Linked DNA regions of Cricetulus griseus: region 1 is linked to region 2. The links are chromatin contacts, called in public Hi-C maps. All regions are on one chromosome and are shown on one strand. Each heading gives the region's core, a stretch centred on a gene start, on an enhancer-like site or on the middle of the called end of the contact. The rest is flanking DNA. Distances are from core to core; before and after follow the strand shown.

Evidence for each region. Hi-C and Micro-C count contacts between places; a contact is called where the count stands out from the background.
Region 1: a contact with region 2 is called in a Hi-C map of liver, with 4 times the contacts expected there. The contact joins two enhancer-like sites. A contact is called at or near these places in 4 of 8 Hi-C or Micro-C datasets (the CHL-YN cell line, the CHO-K1 cell line and liver).

The regions. Positions count from the first base shown.
Region 1 is chrX:74,129,999-74,132,775 of CriGri-PICRH-1.0, forward strand. No RefSeq gene overlaps it. Among named protein-coding and RNA genes, the nearest start is that of Msn, 63 kb to the left of the region's middle. Within about 2 kb of position 1,438, at least 1 of the 6 cell types and tissues checked has open chromatin away from gene starts, as enhancers often do.
Region 2 is chrX:73,993,070-73,995,795 of CriGri-PICRH-1.0, forward strand. No RefSeq gene overlaps it. Among named protein-coding and RNA genes, the nearest start is that of Msn, 74 kb to the right of the region's middle. Within about 2 kb of position 1,277, at least 1 of the 6 cell types and tissues checked has open chromatin away from gene starts, as enhancers often do.

The DNA.
Region 1 (2,777 bases), core at 188-2,687, 140 kb after region 2:
GATATTAACTCCAAGGTGAAGGGTTTATACAGATCCTCTTATATGGCTCTTTGTCTTCTATGTCTTCCTTTGTTTCCCTTCCCCCCGCCACTCCCAATTCTACCAGTGTGTCACTTCCTCCTCAAACCTAGAACCTGACCAAAAATAGCTTCCCATCTAAAACATTTCTGGTGATTCATGGGTGTTCTTGGTGAACAGAAGTATCCATTTGGGACCTTTAGGAAGTATAAGCTATCCTTGTACTACAGCTTACAGAGCAAAACAGCAAGGTAGAGCATCTTATAGAAGCCATGTGTGGTAGTACATAGCACTATGGAGGATATGGCAGGAGGATTGAGAGTTGAGGCCAGACTAGATATAGTAAGCTCCAGGCTAGCCTGGGTTGTATATTGAGACCCTGTCTCAAAGCAAAGTGAAAAGAAAGGAAACAACAAAATAATACAAAATGGTCCCATAGCAAGACCTGCTATTTGTTATGCTTCAACTTTTCTTCTAAAAAGAAGATTCCACTGATTAGAGTCTTCTTCTCCTAGATGACCTGGTTAAAATAGTCTTTATTAGTAGTAATGTTATTGTTGTTACTATTATTATTAAGACAACTCTGTGTATGGAGTCAATTACCTCCTACCACCTTTACCTAGTTTCTGGGGATTGAAGTCAGGTCCTTAAGTACTCATGCCTCTGAGGTCATCTTACCAGCCCCAGCCAAAGGTTTTAGCAAGGATATTCCCACTGCTCCCTAAACCCTACCACCTTGCAAATGTGCAAACTCATCTTATAGGTACATCCTTTGCTGCAATGTGAAGCATGGACAAACTGGGTGGGGAATGTGGGTCTTTCTCACTCCTAATCAAGTGCTCTGAAAAAATTGCAAAAGTAGTTCAGCACGGAGAATTGAAAGTCATTGTTTGGATCACTTTGTCAAAGGAACAAGAAGATTGTCATTGGGTGGGGGGTGACATAACCAATATGTAGATTGAGAACACTGAAGGATAGGGTTTGAGGGAAATTTTGGTTTTGTCTTTTTGTGTTCAATGAAAGGCAAACACAGTGTCTGGCTCCAGCTTAGTCATTAATAAATGAGAGAGGTAGCTGCTACCCAGTATTTGCCGGATGCTGGTACTTCCTCTGGGGATCTGGGTATTGATGCAGAACACTACAGAAACTTGGAAAATGAAGGATCGGGAGATTTAGTCTCAGTTTGTCCCAAACTTGGTCAGGTGTCCCTTATCCATCCCTCACAAGTCATTTTCTTTTTCGTAAAGGAAGAGGTAATGACATCTTCTGCCTCATCTGGCTCCCTGGGGCTTAGGGAAGTAGCAGCAAAAATAAAGATAGGAAAGAGCTTTGACAAAAACAAGCTCTGCAAATGTGATGGCTGGGTGCTATGGTGACATCCTAGCTAGCAATTATGTTCTCCACAGAGGCGACTGTGGGCACAGAGTGAGTCATCCTCTCACTCTCAAAGCCTGAGGCCTTGACAGGGGAGAAATGAGGTGAGGTTTTTGTTAAGAGGTTTTTTTTTTTTTTTCCTTTGGAGAGGAGAACTGAACAGAGGTAGACAGCTTCCCCTACATACACAGTTTACCACAGATGCCAGGCTCTTGGGGGACAAAACAAGTAAGGACTGGCCAGTACTTTTGAAATGTAATTCTGAGATTCAGGGTTCACTAAACTATTGGGGGTCCCTGTAAGACTAAAAGTTGGGGACCAAATTTTCATTCAGTCCTAGTTCTAAAAGCCAGGTAACAGCCACTAATTCACTTGGCAGCTGCTGGTAAATGTCATTCCCTCTCAGAGTCCTTTGTACCTGTAGCAAATAGAATGAGCTAGAATCCTAGCATTGCATTTTCAGAATCCTGGGGTGCTACTTAGTGGACTTGAAGCCAACCCTAGCTTTGCCACAACCGTATTTCTTAGACAACTTCTTTCTTGGTCCTCAGTTTCCACAACCATAAGAGAAGCATTTTAGTAGGCTTTGTATATGAGTTCTTAAATAGGACCCAGGAAATATGGGCTTTAAGTTTATTGACACGGAATGTGTAATTATCCTAGTGTAGGCTGTCTTCAGTCATTCTTTAGGTCGCAGTTTCTTCTAGATTTTTTTAACCTCAGTGGCTAGAGATGGAACCCAGGACCTTGAGCATGTTAGGCAAGTAATCTACTACAGAGCTACACCCAACGTTTCTTTGTCTTCGTTATAAAGAGATCTAAATACAAATTATCTGACATATACTGTGATTCTGACAGCCTGCGGTTCTAGTTTTACAAGTAGTGGAAAGGAAGTGAAGCCAGGGAGAGGCCACACCCAGAATCATTTCTCATAAACTTGGCTTGATCGCCCTCTATGGGTCTGAGATGAGCATGCAGGCCCAGCCTGACAATGAGCTAAGGCAACTTAAAAAGGTTGAGACAGAATGGCCAAGAAGCCTGCTTCACCAGATAGGGCCAGGCACAGGCTGTCATAAGCCCACAGACTTCCAGACCTTCTTAATAAGAGGGATCCATTCCAAAGTGTGTGTTAGAAGACTAGTTCTTCCCATCCACTCACCAGAAACAGGAAGCCAGAACTTAGAGAGCAAAGCCAGGAGGTTTTCTGCCACAGGCAAAGTAGGCAGGTTTAGGAGGAGTGTCATTGTACCATGAAACTGGGTCTGGGAACAAAGTAGCTGATGCCTTAGAAGTGTTCATATGAGAGACAAGGAAGCCTTCTTAACTAATGACAGAATTTACTCCAATTAAAGATATTTCAATATCTTCACTGTATTATCTTTCTG
Region 2 (2,726 bases), core at 27-2,526:
TATAATCCACAAAACTCTGAAGTATACAGATATTATTACTTTGCAGATATAAAGCCCAGTACAGCAAGAAGTTATTATTTGTACAGGATTAGACAAGTAGAACTAGGTTCAAATTACACAACCAGGCTCCTCAAGCTACACTCTTCTGAAAAATAGACAATAGATTATAGCTTCTTTAAGTTCCTATTACTATGAACTAAACCCCTTACTATGTTCTAAACCCCTTCTTTTTGCCTAGGATGAAGAATCAAACATGGTGAAAGACCCCTTCTTTACAAAGATTTATTTGTATTCACTTTTTTCCTTAATGCTCCTCTCCAGCTCCAGTCTAGCTCCACGAAACCACACCTGCTCTAGAATGCCACATAAATGGAATCGTAACTGAATGGCAGCTACTGGAGTCATTTTCTCTCTGGTAGCAGGCAGCGGGGTTGACAGCATTGCAGATTCTCTAAGTGCTGGTGAAACAATAGTGAGGGCTGAGGGCTGAGGGCTAGTGAGTGGTCTGCTGTATTTGGTAGCCATGGATGCTGGGCACTGTAGGCCTATGGCTAAGTGCTCCCGAAACTGGTGCCATTTGGAAAGGACCTGCTTCCTCCTGGGAATGCACAGGGTGGTGATGGGCATGCCTTAAGCCTGCAGCCCTGAGCAATGCCTCCGGGCTGTGCAGATGACAGGTCTTTCTGTTAATCTTATCCAAGACAGCATGCAGGAACTGGAAAGGAAAGATTTGCAGAGGAGTATGTCTTAGAGATACAGAAATCGTTCAAATCAGGCTTCCACTTGAAATAGTTTCCGTTTTCCCAGGCATGTAGATTTCACGGACTTCAGGTGATACATTATTTCAAGCTTCTCAGAGAATTGTCTTGGTTGAGCCAGGCATCCAGATGTATGCATGTTTTTAAATTCTCGGGCACGTCCGTCAGCTAACTCAGCCTCTCTGGTGTCCTGTGCTTTGACTGTTTGCTGATGGGAAGCAGATGTGGCTTTCTCCCCACTCCAATTTTTGTTTATGTGTGGTCATTTCTTTCTAAAACTCAGTGGAATCTCATGTTGCCATTTCTATGAGTGGCTTTTCTTTCTTGTTACTGCTGCACCTCCATTTTACCATTCAAAATATGAGTATCAGTCATTGACAGTTGATTAAAGTGTGCTTACGGGCATATGGACAGATGGAGGAATGACATCATGGCTCCCACTTCCCCATCTTCCAGATGGCACTTTCTAAGGACAGATAGCAGCATTTCCTCTTAGACACAGCTCGCTTGCTCGCTGCTTGGAACAGGCTCTGTTTCTCTTAGACATAGACAATGCGGCTGGCTCCCTTCCTTCACTTGGGGATGCTGCGGCATTTCCAGAATTTCTTGTTGAAATTAAAACTTCAAGCATTAACTACACTTCCTGCTTCAAAAATTTTAATTAGACACAGCAAGAGAGCAGCCTGCTGACTTAGAGTCCTGACCTATTTTTGCATGAAATGACTCATTGTTGGGATTGTATTGAATGGTGGATCTCTGCTCTGTGTTTATTACCCATGGTGGATTTGTCTTCTGACGGTAAATGTGAAGGAGTCACATGCTCTAATACTGCTGTGGGGCTTTACCTGGATTACCAGGACTCTAGCACTAATAACATTTTATATGCTGTTCTTTCAAAGTATAACTTGGTTTTTAAATCAAAAAAGAATTATACTACATATCCTCTTTCATGTTTTCCTTGTTCTATACAACATAATGTCTATGCGCTCACCTAGATGTGTGTTTTACTAGTACATTTACTTATATTTCCAAGTAATATGTTGTATAAATATGCTGGAATTTCATTTATTTACTTAATTCAAGTTTGAGAGCTTCCAGAAAAAAAAAAAAACATTATTGTATATAGTATTGCCGTGTCATTGGCAAATACATGGAGTCACTGTTTATCTACAGTGTACAAAATAACAAGTTTCATTATGATGTTTTCATATATGCAGTTGGCTTGTGTTCATGTTCACTCTCCCACCAACCTCCTCCTCTCCCACTCAGTTTTATAAGCTAAGTCATATCAAAGACTCATATGAAGTTGTAAGAAAGAATAAAGTGGGGTTGGAGATGGCTCAGTAGGTTTAGAGTACTGACTGCTCTAGCAGGACACAGGTTCAGGTCTCAGCACCTACATGGCAGCACACAACCTTCTGTAACTTTAGTTCCAGGGGATCTGACACACATTTCCGCTCTCTAAGGCGGCAGGCATGCACACAGTGCACAAATACACATGTGGGCAAAACATTCATGTACATATATAAACAAAACTATCTTCCAAAAAGAAACACTGAAGACACTAACTACACAGACACTTGACTCAGCTCTCTGAGTGGCATCCTAAAAATCGTCATGTGTCAACTGCTAAAATGATATCATGGAGCCAGTTATAATACAGAACACGGCATACGAAATGTGCTGCTCTTATAGCCACACTTACTTCTGACACAAGCTCTACTCTGCATATTTTCTACCCTGTTCCTTTTCTCTATTGATTTATTTACTTTGTGGTTTGTGATTTATTTAGGGAAAAGTCTGAAACTCGCTGTGTAATCCATGCTGACCTCCAGTGTTGCTGTTACAGTGCTGTAGACCCCATGGTCAGTTTTTTTTTTTTTTAACCTTGCTCCTTAACTGCTGGAAACCACTAATTTACCCTTTATTCCTATAACATTAAAGACAGTGTGAGATAGTAATTTGGAA